3 separate regions of the Sus scrofa genome follow, and all the other regions are linked to region 2. Evidence: chromatin contacts called from public HiChIP or PLAC-seq data. All regions are on one chromosome and are shown on one strand. The core of a region is the stretch at or near the end of the contact, and the rest is flanking DNA. Distances in the headings are between cores, read along the strand shown. Region 1 holds the start of CAPZA1 (F-actin capping protein subunit alpha 1). Region 2 holds the start of CTTNBP2NL (CTTNBP2 N-terminal-like protein). Region 3 holds the start of MOV10 (putative helicase MOV-10).

What was found. HiChIP or PLAC-seq counts read pairs in DNA pulled down with a chosen protein or histone mark.
Region 1: a contact with region 2 is called in an H3K27ac HiChIP or PLAC-seq map of alveolar macrophages. The contact joins the promoter of CAPZA1 here to the promoter of CTTNBP2NL in region 2. A contact is called at or near these places in 2 of 5 promoter capture datasets (fetal skeletal muscle and liver), 20 of 47 Hi-C or Micro-C datasets (alveolar macrophages, blood, brain and 13 more) and 2 of 2 datasets of contacts at active chromatin or transcription factors (alveolar macrophages and skeletal muscle).
Region 3: a contact with region 2 is called in an H3K27ac HiChIP or PLAC-seq map of alveolar macrophages. The contact joins the promoter of MOV10 here to the promoter of CTTNBP2NL in region 2. A contact is called at or near these places in 1 of 5 promoter capture datasets (fetal skeletal muscle) and 1 of 2 datasets of contacts at active chromatin or transcription factors (alveolar macrophages).

What each region holds. Positions count from the first base shown.
Region 1 is chr4:107,819,913-107,823,167 of Sscrofa11.1, forward strand. It overlaps CAPZA1 (F-actin capping protein subunit alpha 1), which reads right to left and starts at 1,894. Exons shown (of 10, transcript NM_001097454.1): 1 at 1,856-1,894. The coding sequence starts at 1,894. It overlaps ST7L (suppressor of tumorigenicity 7 protein-like), which reads left to right and starts at 2,566. Exons shown (of 17, transcript XM_013988151.2): 1 at 2,566-2,800. The coding sequence starts at 2,593.
Region 2 is chr4:108,011,112-108,014,903 of Sscrofa11.1, forward strand. CTTNBP2NL (CTTNBP2 N-terminal-like protein) reads right to left here and starts at 1,653. Exons shown (of 6, transcript XM_003125850.4): 1 at 435-1,653.
Region 3 is chr4:107,761,972-107,765,658 of Sscrofa11.1, forward strand. It overlaps MOV10 (putative helicase MOV-10), which reads right to left and starts at 1,902. Exons shown (of 20, transcript XM_005655442.3): 1 at 1,272-1,902. The coding sequence starts at 1,408.

The sequences.
Region 1 (3,255 bases), core at 644-3,143, 190 kb before region 2:
CGACTAGGAACCATGAGGTTTCGGGTTCGGTCCCTGCCCTTGCTTAGTGGGTTATCGATCCGGCGTCGCCGTGGCTCTGGCATAGGCCGGTGGCTACAGGTCCGATTCGACCCCTAGCCTGGGAACCTCCATATGCCGCGGGAGCGGCCCAAGAAATAGCAAAAAAAAAAAAAAAAAAAAAAAAAAAAAAAAGGCATTCTAACACTGTTTCAAGAAGCAAAAACTCGACATTGGTAAACGTAGTATTGCTTGGGAACAGAATTGTTATCTAAATTCTTAGCGAAATTTTCCTGTAATAGCATTTTTGCTTAAGGTAAGTAGAGCATCGGCTGGGCTACCAAATGTTCTGTTAGCCCATGATTTTCTCTGTAATTTAATTTCATCTGACTCATAACTGCTTGCTTTAGAATAAACATTATAAATATTTTATTATAGTTTTCCCGGTAGCAATAAGTTCACATACAATATAAAATGCCCTTTTCCCCCAAATCTTATATATTTATGAGAATCAATTTCCAAGTAAGAGAAAAATCTAATGTTGAAGTGTTGTTCAATGGCTTCTGTTTAGCATATTCCTCAGCATTTCAAAATGACATGGTATATCTAAGTATGTCATACCAAATTGTTCTGTACTGACTACTCTTGGATGGTAAATAGTCCCCTTCTCATCCCAATCTCTCTTATTAAAAAAGGAAAGAGGCCAGATACATTTACAGAGCATTCAAGAGTGCACATTTTGTAAAAGCCACTGCGTGAAACAAGACATAATTCTTGTCCTGTTATGTAGTGAAATTACTGTAATTTCCAGAGGTTCTAAAATCTTTAACATAGTTACTAAAAGGCCTGACAAACTGTTAAGGTGTGCAGCTGTCAGGAAAAAAGTTATTCCACCTAAGGTAGAATATTCTCTTGTATTTAAGACACTTTTTAATAAGTAAGTGCACAAATTGCACACTCTCAAGTTCAACTATAATCAAAGACACCACAGTGGAGCATCAAAGAAGATGCTTTGTCCAGACTTGAATGTGTTAACATGAGTAGTATGTTCTACATAAAACCTTTGAGTTAAAGGGAAAAATCCGTTGGCTGTTCTTGATTTGTTAACAAAAAAATTTGAAAATTATTTTTCAGAAAATATCGTTAAGAGGATGTAAGAAGCAAGGGATGGAATCACGGGCGGGGGGGAAGCGTATACATACAATCCAGGGAGTGTCTACAGGGAAGTTCAAATTCTGAAGCAAATGTTCTGAGGCTCACACATTTATTACTGCCTATTAGTTCAGCCCATAGTATGTGGGAAGAGAGGTGTGTGTGGATAGTCAGCCAACATTTTAGGGACCTCTCCCAGTCGAGGAATCGTGACAGCAAAATCACTTCCTGAGGAAGGAGGAGTAAAGGGGAAGTTAAGAGGCCACCCCGACCAGGAAGTGACTCGCCCTAAACTAGCCCCAATCATACCTTAAAATGGGGGGATGGGGTGAGCCCCAACAGCTCAAGGCGGTAAAATAACTGCCTATGTCGCGACCATTGTCGCCCCCTCTCTATAATTACAAAAAAAAAAAAAAAAAAAGAGCCCATGGTCACGGTTCAATAACGGAGTCTCTTCTCTCGCAGGAAGGCCACTGGGCTGTGCCTCAGGCCCGGAGGAAAAGAGACTTGAGGAATGGGGAACTGGGGCCACCGTGAGGCAGAGGAAAGCCCCTCAAGAAGGAAGCGTCCCGACTGCGGAGAGCATATGCCAGCACAGGCCGAGAGGCTTCTTTCTCCTGGGGGCACAGCCAGGGTTCCCACGTCAGCCAGGTCGGGGCGCGGTTCCCTGTCGCGGGAGCAGGTGAGAGAAAGGCGGACCCCTTACCTTCTCCTCATCCGACACCCGATCCTCGAAGTCGGCCATCTTGGGCTGCTCTGGCTGAGCCGGGGCCTGGCGCGAGGCAGGCCGGGAAGGAAGCCGAGTGATGGAATCACAGCGAAAGCCGTCGGAAGGACCCGCCCGGAAACGCTGACCGCGAGGGCGCCATGTCAGTTACGGGCGGGGGGATGGCTTTGGCGCCGGGACTCCAGTAAGTCGGCTTGCCTAAAATAACTTTAAGTCTAGTATCTTTCGCACTGAGTTGCATTCATTTCCCCATTCATCTGTGGGACGCTAGGTGCGTGTTTCGACTGGTATTGGCGCCCACGCTCCAGCTGACCAAACGGCAGTTGCTGCTCCGGTAGATTTTCCCAGTACCAAAGCTATCCATGCAGCCGAGTCCAAAGGGCTGAGTACTGCTCGGACTCTGAAACGGTCGGTGGCTTTTCAACCCCAGGGATGGGGTGAATCGTGACTCACTCGTATGGAGGCAAAACACTTCACTTCGGGGTCACATCTCCGTCCAATAGCTGCCGCTATCCGGCCCTTCCCGCCCTCGGAAGGAATAGGTAGCCCTATTTTGGAACACTCCTCCACCTTCCAAATCTTCTCGGTCCTGGCTCCCTGGGGCTCTCAGCCTTCACGGAGGCCAACTTCAGGTCCTCCACTATCCCAGGATTCCCGACTCCCGGTTTCCTGCCCTTCTAACCCTCCCAACTCGCGGCGCCTGCGAGAGCGGCAAGATGGCGGACGGTGACGGCGTAGGTGAAGCAGCAACTGCTGCGGCATCTCCTCCAGCACCTGCTCCCGGCCTGAGCCCTTCGCTGGGCTGGAGGGAGCGGCTACGCGCCGGCCTGGCGGGCACTGGGGCCTCGCTGTGGTTCGTGGCGGGGCTGGGGCTGCTTTACGCTCTAAGGGTCCCGCTGAGGCTGTGTGAGAATTTGGCAGCGGGTGAGAGGCCCAGAGCTCCCCGAGGGCGGGAAGGGGGCCAGGAGAGGTGCGGGGGGCGAGGACCAAAGGGCAGAGATTCTCAATAGTTTTTGGAGGGCTTCGTAGAATGAGCCGGTGAGCGAGTGGGTTCTTTTTCTCTTGGGTCTCCGCTTCGCAGCTGATTGTCAAACCTGAGCTGCAGCTACCGGCTCCTCCCTAGAGCTCTTGAAGTTCCGCCCTCTCTCGTCAGTTGTTCACCCGAGCAAAAACGCACCTGAAAAACTGTAAGCTTCAGGTGGTAGGACAGATGAGAGCGTTTTCAGACTTGGATGCAGAATTTATAAACACCCATCACTGGTAGGATGCCTTGAAAAAAGTTCCTTTAATTCTCCTGCCGCTCAACTGAGAATCCATATACCCAGACAACAAAAATCTAAAAGAAAGAAAACACCACGATCCTAGCCAACCATTCTCAT
Region 2 (3,792 bases), core at 403-2,902:
CTTACGGATGAAAGGAGCTCTGGTCCCACCACAGTGGGCAGGGACAGGTGTAGGAAGGGAATGTCTGTCTTTCCCGGGGTACAAAATGGGGGTGGGAGGCGGCAGACTACGGAATACGAACCTGTATGTCCTCTTCCAAGGTTGAGGAGCTGGGCGAGGGGGGCCTTAAATGGGGGACTTGTCAGAAGGGCAGCCCCTTCTGGGGAGTTGGGATTGAAGGGGGACAATAAGTAGCTGCGAGCACCCACGAAGGATGAGGAGCTGCCTCCTCTGGGAATACCGGGAGGTAGAGGAGACCGCCCCGCCCCCTCAAGGGATGGGCGCGAGTGGCATTTGGGACGGTGGCGGGAGGACTCCAGTGGTCCTACCCTTGCTCTTCTCTCGAGAATCCGGACTCCCAGCCACCGCCAAGCCCCAGCACCAGTGGCTCCTACCTTTTCCCTGCGCTCTGGACTCGGCTCCCGGCCGCCTCCGCCAGCCGCTGCATCCACTGCCCCCGGAGGCCCCGCCCCTCAACCGCCAGGCGGGGGCATTGGCATTCCGCAGGGCCAGTCGTCTCCTCGTCTCTTCAGCCCCCGCACCAATCCGAGTCGGCTGGAGGCGGGGCTTCTCCAATGTCATTTACGCTCCTCCCGGGGCCCCTGGATCCCTTTTGTTTGGGGAGAGCCAAGCTGGGATTGAGTGCGCGTCATTTCCGGGAGGAAGCGCCGTTCTCCGGCCGGGGCTCCCGGGTGGGCTCGCGCCTCTCCCCGCCGGGCTTCTGCAACTTTCCTCCTTCGATGCGGCTCCTGAACAGGACTGTGGCTAGTGTTTACCGTCGTGGTACGGGAAGCTTAGGAAAGGCCGGTTTCCGGTGCCCTGATTGATCGGGCATATTAATGTTTCATTTCATCCAAAATGTTAATAAGTGAAGTGTGCTTTAGTGTCTATTTTAGAAATAATTGTTGAAAACCTGGTAACATGGCTTGCCTGCTCTTTTTTTCCTTGGATGAGCTTCTGCTAGAAGCAAGGACGCAAAGATGCAAAACCCGGAGGACCATCCCCCCCACTTCTCTTTTCACATTACTTTTAGAAGAGAATAGTAGCTCTGGACCCCTCCGGGCGGGGAGCCGGGACACGGGTGGCTCCGGAAGAGCACAAACCCGGCCCGACCTGCCTTCCAGGTGGGGGTGGAACGAATAAAATCTGGTTGTCTAGGTTTTCTTGTGTCCCTGGCCCCAGTACACCCCGGGCTAGGGCTTTTGCAGTGGCGTTGGGACAAAGAACAGTAGAGGATGCAAGGAATGTCTGTCCCTTGCGAACACAGAAATGCAGATCTTGCTGGTGGCAGCAAGCCCTACCAGGACCAAATAATCCAGAGAGGGGAGAGGATGCATCCCTTCCTGAGGTCAAGGTTTCTGGATTCATTTTCCACTTCACAGATTGATTCAATGACCTGTTATTTTTAGGTATAATGTAATAAATACTTACAATATGATGCATAAATAGTGTAAATTTTAATAATATTATTCTAATCTTCACAGTTCTTATTAAGCAAAACAGTATTAGGGGTCAGGTACTCACCCAGGCAGACTGCTTCAAGCCAGATGCAGCCCTGTCCTCAAGCAGTTTACAGTCTAGTGGAGGGATGTGGTCAGTCTGTGTGATCAAGAGGGAAGACTGAAGAAAATAAACCAATATTAGTGTCATCACTGTGCCAGTTACTTTCACATAATGGTATCTTATTTAATCTTCACTACCATATGAAAAATATTTCCTAACCTGTAAGATAGATAGCACTCTGTCCATTTTACAGATGAGATAATAGAGATTCAGAGAAATCAAGTAAAGCCATAGAGGTAGTAAATGGTAAATAATTTCCAACAAGGATCAGTGAACTATGCTACATTCTGCACATCTGCTCCTATAAGGAGGACTGGTCCAGAGAGTGGATGGCTAAAAACAGCATTGGAGACAGAAAAAAGCTCCTTCCCTCCCCCTGTTGACTGTAGGCTTGAGAGGATCATCTCTATATAAGAAGGACAAAAAGACCGTACTGAGGTGCTCAACAGCAGCCCAAGTGCTTTTGAAGTAACAAAGTAGGATGTAGAGAACTTCAGAAGAGCATCATTCTCCGTATGCAGGAGACTGACAATCTGAAAGGCAAGATGAAGGGCCAGGAACACAGTAGGTGCTCAATACATACTGACTTCACTTGAAACAAAATGTCCGGAATGGTTAAAAACAGAGTTTAAGTGCTGGACTAGGCCCACGAATTTGAAAAATCCCATTTCCTCCTCCTCCCCTTTGCCCTGCGTTATGGGTGTGCAATGAGGAAGTGCTTCATTGCCTGACAATGAGGCAGATGTGGGAGAACAGGCTATTTTCTGCTGGCTTCTGAGTGAGTCACTCTAAGTTGTCCCAGTGAATCAGCTCCTCCCTCCTGCCCCTCCTTCCCTTTGTTAACCTACCACCACCCAGCTCTACTCCCAGGCTGACCTGGTGCCTACTTCCTTTATAGCAGCTCCCTTGACTCCCTGAGCTCCCACATGTCCATTCCTGAGTGTGGGAGGACCCAGCCAAAATGAGATCATCCTTGCTTTGTCGGATTCAGTGTCCTAAGGGTATTCAGATTGCTCTCCTTTTAATTTATCACCTCTGGAGCTGGTGAAAGAAGCAGGTCTTGTGAACTTGAAGTTTTGTGATGCTTCAAATATATAAAATGTGTGCATAAATTTAGAGTGTGGTACAAAGGTGTACACAGAGGTTGAAAGTGGGTTTGTAATATTTTAAATTTGTATAACAACATATCATTTTAAACATACCATTTGAATTTAATTTTTAAAAATGGAGGAGTTCCCGTCGTGGCGCAGTGGTTAACGAATCCGACTAGGAACCGTGAGGTTGCGGGTTCGGTCCCTGCCCTTGCTCAGTGGGTTAACGATCTGGCATTGTTGTGAGCTGTGGTGTAGGTTGCAGACGCGGCCCCCCCCGCGTTGCTGTGGCTCTGGCGTAGGCCGGTGGCTACAGCTCCGATTCAACCCCTAGCCTGGGAACCTCCATATGCTGCGGGAGTGGCCCAAGAAATAGCAACAACAACAACAACAACAACAACAACAGACAAAAGACAAAAAAAAAAAAAAAAATGGAAATATAGTTGACTTACAATGTCGTGGTGTTAGTTTCAGGTATACAGCACAGTGATTCAGTTATACATATATGTATATATATGCACGTATATACATTTGTGTGTGTATATATATATATTCTTTTTCAGATTCTTTTCTCTTAAAGTTTATTACAAAGTATTAAGTATAGTTCCCTGTGCTTGTTGTCCTTATTGGCTATTTATTTTCTATCACAACTTAGCATTTTTATGTCTATTATTTTATCAATGTGGCAGTAAGTATTTATTAGATGCCTACTGTGTGTCTGGTAACAATTTATTAAGAAGTGCTAAAGATTATAGAGTGTGTTAATTTTTCTCCAAATTGGTAAACTTCCTAGGTAGGTGTACCTAAATGTTTATGGTTGGTTTGGGGAGGAAATGGTGGAGTATAAGTGCTTTAGACTGGAAGTAAACAAATCTGGGAGTTCTGTAGGATTCCTCCTGCTGCCACAAGTTGTATTAGTTTCCTAGTGCTGCTGTAACAAATTACTACAAACTGGGGGGTTTAAAACAACAGAAACGTATTCTCACTCAATCAGGATGCTAGAAGTCTGAAATCAAGGTGTTGACGTTTTAGTTCCTTGGCGAGGGGTATTGGTGGCTATGGGTCTGAGGCAGGATCCATTCTGTACTACTCTCCTAGA
Region 3 (3,687 bases), core at 652-3,151, 250 kb before region 2:
TTGATGATGTGACTCCAAGGTAATTGTTCTTTCTTTCCTCCAGCATTTTTATTATCTCTATTATAATCCTCATGCATATACTGTATGCATATCATAGCCTCTTCTGCTCCCTTGGGATTGTGCCTTTTTCATCTTTGTGTTCCCCACAGTGCCCAGCACGGGCGCGGGGAGGCATAAAACAGGGCATCATTTTTGCCTCTTCTTCAGATGTTGCTCAAGCCTGTTAATGTCCCTCTGAAAACGTGCCACTCCTTATGGAAAACAATATTCCTGATATGACCTGGTTAATCTGGAGAATCACTTACCTCCTCCCTCCACCCCAAACCACGCTTCTGTTAACAGAGTCTAACACTTTTTTGGCTCTTTCAGCTGGCCATACTTGCCTTTTGGTCTGCCTCAACACAGGTCTTTTTCAAGAGGTCTGTTATTAAGCCTAAATTTCCACCACCTCATGTTTATTTGTATAAATCTTTACACTTATTCCTGTTAAATTGTTTCTCGGTCTTTGGCCCAAGATTGCAGCCTGTTGATCGAGGTGTTTCTGAGGCACAATTCTGTGGTTTGACAGAGAGGTCTCTTTGATGTTTCACTTGGATGGAAACAGCCAAGGGGAACACAACAGCCTTCTGCCACAGGATGGGAAGGGGCCTCCAGGAGACTGGCCCCGGCCCGGGTCTCCATGGAGAAGCCACAGGTGCTAATGGAGGTTTGGTACGTACGCAGTTTGCGCCCTTCTCCTCCCCGAGCTCCCTGACACTCCTTTTCCTACACTGGGTCTCTTCAGCTCTCTGAGATAGTGAACGCCCGAGGAAGCAGCCCCTCAACAAGGGGGCGGAGGTCCCCGTAAAGCTGGCGCCATCAGCTTACTCCCCGCGCTCCCGCGGAGCCCGGGCCCCCTCTCGAGCTCCCCTCCCCCACGCCGAGCGCTGTCCCCCCTTCCCAGCCCCCGCAGGCGGCGCGTGGGCGCTGCACCCCGCTTCCCCGCAGGGTCCCGTGCCGCCCGGGGAGACGGCTGCAGGGGAGGGTCTTCGCGGGGACTCGGCGCAGGGGCCCGGCCCGGGCAGAGCCGGCGGGCAGCGGGCGGCGCTGGCGGCGCGGGCGGGGCGTGGGCACTGCGCGGGAGGGGGGCTGAGCCGCCCCGGGACCGGCCGGAGCCACTGGGGGAGCTGCGTCCCTCCGCGCCCTGGGGCGGGAAGGGTGGCCCCGCCGAGGGGGTCGTGGCGGCAAGCGGGGCCGGCGATTCGGGGCCGGGCAGTGGGCCGATCCCGTACCTGGTCTTGAAGTCCCGGTTATAAATGGTCCGGAGCCGCTCGCGATCTGTCTCCATGTCCAGTCCCTCAGCGACTAGGAAATCCTCGAAGCGCTGGCCCATCTCCCGGAGCTGCCGGCAGTTGAACTTACTGGGCATCGCGGCGGTGGCTGCGGCCCAGGCAGGAGGGTCCGTGGAAATGAAACTGAAAGTCGCCGCCGCGGCAGGAAGTTGGCGGCCCTAGGATGAGGGTGCAGCAGGGGGGAAACCCCCTAACTCTGACCCCCTCTGATGCTGCAGGCTCTTTTCTCCCCCCGCCAGGCTTCCCTCCTCCTTGCTTTTCCTACCTGAGCCTTCCCTTCGGTCTCTTCGTCCTATCCCCTCCCCCTCTTCCCATTAACTCTTTCCTAAAGAGTCTGACCCCTCCCTCAGGGCCCTCCCCTTACCCCAAGCTCCCTCCCCTGGCTTCCAGCCAGAATCTGAACGTGGCTATCGCTTGGGGCCCTCTGAACAGTACGGGAGGACCTCCTAGCCTCAGCTTGGGCTACTCCCACGCCCACTCCCCACCAGGGCCTCGGGACTTATAGAAAAGCAGGAGAGCAAAGTGCAGGGGCCGGGACCTGAGTCGGTTGCAGCTGGACTGGGGCAGCTCATCCAGCACTTCCCCCAGACTGCCTGGGACAGACCAGTGCGGAAGCGAGGGGCACGCCCCCCTCCCCCATTTCCCTTCTTGGGCTTTCAGACGCTGGGAGGAAGGCATAAGAGCCAAGAAGTTTGGAAGAAAGAATCAAATGTCTCTGATAAAGGTGTGTTTGTGTGGGAGGGACAAGGGGCTCCGTCGGGATGAACAGTCATTACTTTTCTCTGCCACACAGACTTTGTTATGTGGGAAGGTTGGTGATGCCTACCCTTGAGCCACATACTTGGGCACTTAGTTGCACTCCAGTCTGTATTGCTCTTAAACTGTTACTGGTGTTTAACTAAGAGTGCCCTAGTCATCAAAATATTAGCCTCTTGAGAGCAAGAGACTGTTAGGCCATAAATGGTTAATAGCTACAGCATCAGTACCAGGAAGAGAAGTAAAAGACCGCATCCTGCTTCAGAAGACAAACAGTTAAGACAAACTAAAGGGGGTGGGGCTACAACAAGAACTATAAAACAAGCCTCTGTGTCTATTTATCTTCCATAATAACAAAAACACACGTTAGCACGGGGTGAAGATAATAAGAGTTACATAAAAATTTTTTTCAAAGAAAAAATACCAGAGTTCCAAATATATCCAAGGAGGTGGTGTTCTCCAAAGTAATTCCCTGTAGGAGGTCACATACTCAATCTAACCCAGTGTGAAGAATGCCCAGAACCCAGGTCATGCTCCAGCTGGGCTACTCCTGTACCTTTTTCCAGGCCAACAACCAAATAAAGCCAAGAAAAATAGGATTTACACAGTAAACCAGCTATAATGGAAAAAAATAAAAATCATTAGAAGAAGAAAAACAGGCAAGAGGAAATTCAAAGTCAGTGGGAACCAAAGCTACAGGGAGAGGGGAAAACAGAACAGAGGAAAACGTTATGTCTTAGAAATTGATTATGTAAAGTAGAAGTAAAAATTAGGAATGTAGCCAAAGATTTTACATTTTTTTTTTTTGCCCCCAGTTACCTGGTGAGGCCTGAGCAGTAGAGTGAACTCCTTGGAAGTGCATTGCTGCTTACCATTTCAAAAACCTACCAACCACTGTAGACATAAACTGAATGTCTGGCTCCATTCTGATCAGCAAGTTGTAGCTCCCATTATTCCTGGATACTAGATACATAACCTCCCCCTTCTCGGATTATGCTATCTCCGGGAGGTTCTTAAAATATACACAGATAGGAGTTCCTGTCCTGGTGCAGCAGAAACAAATCTGACTAGGAACCATGAGGTTGCGGGTTCGATCCCTGGCCTTGTTCAGTGAACAAGTAAAGATCTGGTGTTGCAGTGAACTGTGGTGTAGGCCAGCAGCTGTATCTCTGTTTGACCCCTAGCCTGGGAACTTCCACCTAAAAAGCCAAAAACAACAAAAAAAACCACAAAAAATACACAGATAGTAAAAACTTGGGTGAAGATGTGATGGCATGTGGCTTTTGTTACAAGGGAACCTCTCTAAACCAGTGTCATCTGGAAAAAATCTACTCGGAGTTGTAATTGTTGTTTCACTGCAGATGTCTAGAATGGTCTTCCTTCTTACCTTTCACAACAAGCTCAGATCTCACTTTCTTGAAGTCTTCCCCAAATTCATCTGCACTTAGAAGAATCTAACTTTAATAGGTTGATTTTAGTATGGGTCTAAGTAGGACTGAAGGCAGTCTGAAAGTTAACTCCGGCCAGCAACATTACTGAAACAAACCTACAGCCTCACCTCCCCTGATAACTACTTTGGAGAGTGTTAAATGTCCTGTTT